2 separate regions of the Sus scrofa genome follow, and region 1 is linked to region 2. Evidence: chromatin contacts called from public HiChIP or PLAC-seq data. All regions are on one chromosome and are shown on one strand. Each heading gives the region's core, a stretch centred on a gene start, on an enhancer-like site or on the middle of the called end of the contact. The rest is flanking DNA. Distances are from core to core; before and after follow the strand shown.

What was found. HiChIP or PLAC-seq counts read pairs in DNA pulled down with a chosen protein or histone mark.
Region 1: a contact with region 2 is called in an H3K27ac HiChIP or PLAC-seq map of alveolar macrophages. The contact joins two enhancer-like sites. A contact is called at or near these places in 1 of 47 Hi-C or Micro-C datasets (omental adipose tissue) and 1 of 2 datasets of contacts at active chromatin or transcription factors (alveolar macrophages).

Annotation. Positions count from the first base shown.
Region 1 is chr6:84,495,701-84,499,482 of Sscrofa11.1, forward strand. All of the region lies in intron 2 of WDTC1 (WD and tetratricopeptide repeats 1), which reads left to right. Among named protein-coding and RNA genes, the nearest start is that of WDTC1, 12 kb to the left of the region's middle. Within about 2 kb of position 2,176, at least 4 of the 83 cell types and tissues checked have an H3K27ac peak or open chromatin away from gene starts, as enhancers often do. A contact at or near this core is called in alveolar macrophages, where this site is marked.
Region 2 is chr6:84,333,805-84,337,779 of Sscrofa11.1, forward strand. All of the region lies in intron 1 of LOC106507624 (a long non-coding RNA gene), which reads right to left. Among named protein-coding and RNA genes, the nearest start is that of FAM46B, 25 kb to the left of the region's middle. Within about 2 kb of position 2,602, at least 27 of the 83 cell types and tissues checked have an H3K27ac peak or open chromatin away from gene starts, as enhancers often do. A contact at or near this core is called in alveolar macrophages, where this site is marked.

The DNA of each region.
Region 1 (3,782 bases), core at 926-3,425, 160 kb after region 2:
GTTTTGTTTGTTTGTTTTTTGCTTTTTATGGCTGCACCCAAGGCACATTAAAGTTCTAAGGCTAAGGGTCAAGTCAGAGCTGTAGCTGCCGGCCTATGCCACAGCCATGGCAACGCCAGATCCAAGCCACATCTGTGATCTACACCACAGCTCACGGCAACACGGGATCCTTAACATACTGAGCAAGGCCAGGGATCGAACCTGCGTCCTCATGGATACTAGTTGGATTCTTAATGCACTAACCCGCAACAGGAAGTCCTCCTTTCCATTCTTTTTCCCAGCCACTAAATTCATTTCCCCGGAATAATAAACTAATGTATTCAGTTTCAGTATCCTTCCAGAGAAAAATTTTTTTTCTGTAGATCAAATTCAGAGAAATTTTATGCATAAAATTCTCACCTTTTCTCACAAACGTTAGCCTAACATATTTATTGGTTTGTACCTTACTTTTGAATTTTAAAATATACTTTCATGATTTTATCATTTCAGTACATAAAGCTATTTCTGATATTCAGTTCTTTCATGGCTTTAGTGTATTCATTTGGGTGAATGTACCATAATTTAAATTGTTCCTGTTGATGGATGTGTAGATTACTTCCAATTTTTCGCGTACAGTGTTATTCCCTGCAATACCATTTGACACCTGTGGGTGTATTTCTTTAGAGTAAATGTCTACAAAATGGAATTAGTAAATCGGAAGGGTATATGTATCTTATTTTTGATAAATATTAACAGAATTGCCGTTCATGGAGTTTGTACCAATTTATACTCTTAGCTATCACACTTCTTCACTCTTAAACATAATATTCAATAAACATTTTTCTCCTCATCCCCAACTTCTCCCCCATGTGTCCATCATTATTCTGAGAAATTTCACAAATGAGTGAAACATGATGGGCTGGAGAGATCCCACCTTGGCTTTCTAAGAGAAGCGTAGTCTAAGCTGATACCTGAAAGGTGGGTGTGAGGAGCTAGCTGGATTTGGAGGAGACAGGGAGAGAAAAAGCTCTAGATTAGAGGAACAGCGTATGAATGATGCATGAGAGAGTAGAAAGTACTCAGTTCAAGAGAACCGATGGTCACAGAACACAAGTGGAAGACAGTCACAGGATACGGGGTGAGGTTGATGAGGTGAGTGCAGGTGGGATGTTCCTATGAAGGATGCTGTAAGCTATGTTGAAGACTGTCCATTTTGTCCTAAGGGCAGTGGAGAGCCCCTCAGTGATCTTTACCATGGAGCAATATGATCAGACTTAAGTTGGTTTATTTTTTTTTTAATTAATCTTGGCTTCAAAACGAAGATTGCAGGTTTAAACTGGGAACAGCCAGACCACTTAAGAGCTAGTGGCAGTGATTCAAGAAGAGGAGATGGTAGGTTACCTGAACCTAGATAATGAATTTTTTTTTTTTTTTTTTTTTTTTTTTTTAGGGCCGCACCCCATGGTGTATGGAGGTTCCCAGGCTAGGGGGTCCAATTGGAACTGTAGCTGCTGGCCTACATCAGAGCTGCAGCAATGCAGGATCTGAGCCATGTCTGCGACCTACACCACAGCTCAAAGCAACACCAGATCCTTAACCCACTGAGTGAGGCCAGGGATCAAACCCTCAACCTCATGGTTCCTAGTCAGATTCATTTCTGCTGCGCCACGTTGGGAGCTCCTAGGTAATGATAATTTGGATGATGAGAAGTCAGAGAATTTTAAAGACATTAAGGAGGTAGGATTAATAGAATGACTGAATGTGAAAAGTTAGGAAAAGAGAGGAGTCAAGGATGAAAGTTAAGTTTCTGGTTGGCGGGTAAATTCACTGAGTGAGGGAGCAGTGGAAAAAGGACTCAGTTTGAGGGAAAAGATGATGAGCTTGGTTATGAATGTTCAGGAGCTACAGCCCATGTGTTATCTAGTGCTTTTGAGATAGGTAGTTTGAATACTTGGTCTGAGCTGAGGTACACATTGGAGATGTTGATTTGGGAGCAGTGAGCAGCATTAGATTGGGACAATGATAACGAGCTGTGATTGTCTTTGAGAAGTGTGTATAGAGTAGGAAGAAAGCCTAGGATAGAGCCATAACGAAAACCAATATAAGGGCCAGTTGGACAAAGAGTATGCAAATACTATCAGAAAAGAGCAACCAGAGGAGCAGGAAGGAAAACAGAAAGGGGATGTCACAGAACCCAGAGTAGGATTTCATTGAGGAAGGAGTGGTCAGCACTATCGTATACTGCCAGGGACCAAGTAAAGTAAGGACTGAGAAGTGCCCATTAATTTAGGGCAAGGAAGCCACAGTGGTGACCACCTTGGCAAAGGTCATTTTTGTGGTATAGCTGGAAGTGGGTTGAGGAATTATTGGGAAGTGAGGAGGTAAAAATATCAAGTAGAGACTATCCTTTCAGTATGGCTGTGAAGGGGAAGAGAAATGAAAGGCCTGGGCTAGATGTAGATTTGGCATCAAGGGAGGACTTTTTAGAGAAATTTGAGTATGTTTAATCCCAAGGGGAAAGAATCAGTAGGGAAAGGGAAAGGTGAAGATGTAGGAAAGCTAGAAGAACATCAGGTCTTGGGGTTTTGTCAGGTAAATATTGTATAAGAGAACCACTGTAGTAATGAATCATGGATTCCTAGGGGGATGAGGTAGAGAGCATGTAAGGAGAGAACAGAGTGACTGACCAGACTTGGAGGACTTGCTAAGGATGAGAAGTCACAGAGGAATGCCGTATGCTCGCTCTCTCTCTCTCTCTCTCTCTCTCTCTCTCTCTCTCTCGCTCTCTCTCTCTCTCTCTCTCTCTCTTTTTTTTTTGTCTTTTTGGTATTTCTTGGGCCACTCCTGCGGCATATGGAGGTTCCCAGGCTAGGGGTGGAATTGGAGCTGTAGCTGCCGGCCTACGCCAGAGCCACAGCAATGCAGGATCCGAGCTGCGTCTGCGACCTACACCACAGCTCACGGCAACACCAGATCGTTAACCCACTGAGCAAGGGCAGGGATCGAACCCGCAACCTCATGGTTCCTAGTCCGATTCGTTACCACTGCGCCACGACGGGAACTCCCGTATGCTCTCTTTATACTTATTAATATATCTTGGAAATCACTCAGATCAGTTCATAGTGTTTTTTTTCACAGCTGCATAATACTCTAGTGTATAGATAAACCAAGATTTATTCAATGAATTTCCCCATGTATGGGCTCTTAGTGTTGTTTCTAATAGTTTATAATTATAATATCATAATGAATAACCTTGGGCATATTTTTTTTTTTATTGCTGGAGATGAATCTTCAGGGTAAAAGCCTAGAAGTGAAAGTGCTGACCAAAGGGTAAATGCAGTTTTGTTAGATATTGCCAAATTTCCCTCTGAGAAGTTGCACCCTTTTGCCTTCCTGGTAGTGATGCATGACAGTGCCTGTTTCTCCACAACTCACCAACAGACCGTGTGGTTAAGATTTTGAATTTTTTACCATTCTGATAGATGAAAAATGGTATCTCAATATCCTTTTAAGTTACATTTCTCGTATGAATGAAATCGAATATCCATATATTTAAGGGCTATTTTAATATAATATTGCCAAAGGAGGGATAATTGGAATTTATATATGTACCTACATGTTTTTGCAAATTAAGCATAGAATGGATAAGCAGAAACTAATGAAGAGAATAAACCTTTAGGGGATAGAAAGCATAGGGTGGAGGGGTAGAGAAAAGGGAATAGCTCTTCTGAATCTTTTTGTAGAGTTTTTACTTTTATAACCACATTGAGGTAAAATTAAGTCAGCAAAGTTGGGAAGGGGTA
Region 2 (3,975 bases), core at 1,352-3,851:
CTCTGGGGCCCAGCAACTGCCCCTGGTAGCCATACCCTCGAAGTGCATCTGGGGTGGTGAGTAACCCATTACAGAGACCTAAAGGTGTGCCAGGCCCCGTGTGTCATTTCACCCTTGTCCTATTTTGTGGATGAGGAAACTGAGGCACAGTCAAAGGAGGGATTTGTTTTAGTGGCACATCTCTGACAAATCCCCTGCAGACCCCTCTTCCTCCCTTTGTCCTCCTCCTTGAGGCTTAGAATTTACAGTGCACACCACTAAGCAGGCACTTGCTGGAGAGGTGGCCTCTGCCTGGAGTGCCCACCTCTTTCCTCCCGCATCGGTCTCAGCGCTGCTGGTCATCCTTCTCAGGGCTGGGGAGGTTAGGTGCCTCCTCTGGGCTCCCAAAGCTCCTGTGAGTCCCTCTGGCAAAACACCGAGGGAAGGTGGGTGGTGGTGGAGGGGCAGGAACCACGTCTGCCCTTTGCCAATCTGCCTCCCTCAACAGGCTGTCAGCGCCTTAAGGACAGGGACACGTTTTCAGTTTTTTAAAAATCTTGTATTCATTCATTGATCTATGAGTTCATTCGCAGAGGTTTACTGAGCACCTATTCTGTGTTCTGAGATCAATTTTTAGCTCTGGAAAGGAAGCGTCTGTGTTGTGAAGGGGATTAACAGGGACTGAGATGGAGAATTACAGGACATCCCAGTGCCCAGTGTAGAGTCTGGCACAGAGACAGCACCAAAAACATATTAAAAAATGTGTTTTTGGTTTTTTTTTGTTTTTTTTTGGCTGCACCTTGGCAAATGGGGTTCCCAGGCTAGGGATCAGATCCGAGCCACAATCTTGACCTAAGCTGCAGCTGTGGCGGTGCTGACCCTTGACCTACTGTGCTGGGCTGAGGATCAAACCTTCATCCCAGCAGTCCCGTGACACTGCCAATCCCATTGCGCCACAGCAGGACCCCCCCCCAATTTTTTGTTTGTTTTTAGATTAGGAGTTCCTGCTGTAGCGCAGTGGGTTAAGAATCCAACCTCAGTGGTTTGGGAACCGCAGAGGCATAGGTTCAATCCCTGGCCGGCACAGTAGGTTAAAGGACCCTGCCTTGCTGCAGCTGTGGCTTGGATCCAATCTCTGGTCCAGGAATTCCATATACCGTGGGGCGGCCAAAAAAAAAAAAAAAAGGAAATTTATTTACTCATTCTTCCCCCCGCCCCTGTGGCATATGGAAGTTCCTGGGCCTGGGATTAAATCCAAGCCGCTACTGCAACATACGCTGTAGCTGCCACAATGAGAGATCCTTAACCTGCTGCTCCAGGCTGGGGATCCAACCAGCAATGCCACAGAGAAGAGCCAGATCATTAACCCAGGGTGCCACAGCAGAAACTCTCATTCATTCATTCATATATTTAATTTTATTGATGTATAGTTGAACCAAAAATATTTGAATTAAAGCTAAAAGGCTGGAGTTCCTGTTGTGGCTCAGTGGTAGTAAACCTGACTAGTATCCAGGAGGATGCGGGTTCGATCCCTGGCTTTGCTCAGTGGGTTAAGGATCCAGCGTTGTCATGAGCTGTGGTGTATGTCGCAGATCTGGCAGATCTGGCATTACTGCGGCTGCGGTGTAGGGCGGCAGTTACAGCTCCGATTTGACCCCTAGCCTGAGGACTTCCATATGCCATGGGTGCAGCTCTAAAAAGCAAAAAAAAGAATTGGCATGTTATTCCCATCAGTAGGAAGCTGCTAAGGGCTGTTTTTATACCATGGATATGGTCCTAAAAAAAAAAAAAAAAAAGCTGAAAGGCCCTAAGGCCAACCAGCTGCTAAGAGGCAGGACCGACTGCTTTGCTGCTCTCCTGTACAGAGAGAAGCTCTTCTGGTCCACTTAGTAGCTGCACAGCCTCAGGAAAACTCCTTCACCTCTCTCTGCCTCAGCTTCTGCCTCAGTTTCTTTCTGCATTTTTTTTTTCTTTTTAAGCCAACGCTGGATCCTTAACCCACTGAGTGAGGCCAGGGATCGAACCTGCATCCTCATATATACTAGTCGGATTCTTTTTTTTTTTTTTTTTTTTTTTTTGTCTTTTTGCCTTTTCTAGGGCTGCTCCCACAGCATATGGAGGTTCCCAGGCTAGGAGTCCAATCGGAGCTGTAGCCACTGGCCTAACGCCAGAGCCACAGCAATGCTAGATTGGAGCCGCGTCTGCAACCTACACCACAGCTCATGGCAACGCCGGATCCTTAACCCACTGAGCAAGGCCAGGGATCGAACCCACAACCACATGGTTCCTAGTCGGATTCTTTAACCACTGAGCCACGACGGGAACTCCACTAGTCGGATTCTTAACACGCTGGGCCGCAACAGGAACTCCTGTGACTGATTTGTAAAATGGTATTACGTATTACCTGCCTTTTAAGACTGTTTCAAGAATTAAATGTGGTAAAGACCTGAGAATGCTGAGCACAGAGTCTGGAATACAGTTAGTGCTCAATAAATGCAAAGGAGGCCTGGACATTTGGAGGAGGGCTGGCTTGGCTCCCTCTACTCTTAGACCTCTGGGCTCCCCTCAGCCTGAGTGGGCAGTTTCATGAATGGCCACGAGGTGGTGCCCGAATCCCAGTTATTTGGAAGTCATTCCGCCCACACCCCGCCCCTCCCTCCAACCCCGGAAGAAGCTGTTCAGGGAAGTAGGGACCAGAAAAACAGGTGGGCTCCTATGGCTTGGGATGCATCGGGGCTGGGATCTGAACATGGAGCCTCTTTCAGCCTCTCTCCCTTTTTCTTTTTTCTTTCTTTCCTTTTTTGCTTTTTTGGAGGGCCTCCCCCGTGGCAAATGGAAGTTTCGAGGCTAGGGATCAAATCGGAGTTATAGCTGCTGGCCACCGCCGCGGCCATAGCAACAAGGGATCTGAGCCGCATCTGTGACTTACACCACAGCACACGGCAATGCCGTATCTGTGCGAGGCCAGGGATCCCACATCCTCATGGATACTAGTCAGAGTCGTTTCTGCTGCACCACGACAGAAACTACCCCCTTTAAGTTTTTCTCTTGGGGTTTCCTTTTCGGTGTTCAGGTCCACGGTCCCCCACCCCCTTTTCTCTCAGCTCCCCAGAATTGAAGCCCAAGGCTTCTGCTAAATAGGCTCCACTCCTTGACGACCCATGATGGGTGCCCTGGCCCCGAGACCATTTTCCCTGCCCTGCTTCATTCAGGAACCAGGCCAGGATGTGGGGGTAGAAGGAAGACACTTAACTGAACACTTCCTGTGGGCTTGCAGGGTGGGGAGCCAGAGGAAATGACCCTGTTCCTGTTCGTCGTATTCCGAAGGTGGGGTGAGAATAGAAACTAGAAGAGGCAAAGGGAAAACATGCAGGAGTTACTTAAGATTTCCTTCCCATCTGTGTTTTCAGCACATAGGAAATATTATCCTCATTGTACAGATGTGGAAACTGAGGCCGAGAAGTGTTAGGTAACGTGCATGAATTGCCCTCCCAGGATCCAAAGCTCCCTCACCAGCAGTGGAGTGTGGTCCACATTAAGAACATTCATAAATTGGAGGAGTTCCTGTCGTGGCGCCGTTAAAAATAGCTAATGTAGGAGTTCTCATCCTGGCTCAGTGACTAACAAATCCGACTAGGAACCCTAAGGTTGTGGGTTCGATCCCTGGCCTGGATCAGTGGGTTAAGGATCTGACGTTGCTGTGAAGTGCGGTGTAGGTAGAAGATGTGGCTGGGATGTGGTGTGGCTGTGGCTATGGCGTAGGCCGGTGGCTACAGCTTCAATTAGACCCCTAGCCTGGGAACCTCCATATGCCGCAGGTGCAGCCCTAGAAAAGACAAAAGAAAAAAAAAAAAGAATATTCATAAATTGGAGTTTCTGTTGTGGCTCAGTGGTTAACAAACCCGACTAATATCCATGAGGATGCAGGTTTGATCGCTGGCCTTGCACGGTGGGTTAAGGATCTAGTGTTGCTGTGAGCTGCGGTGTATGCCACAG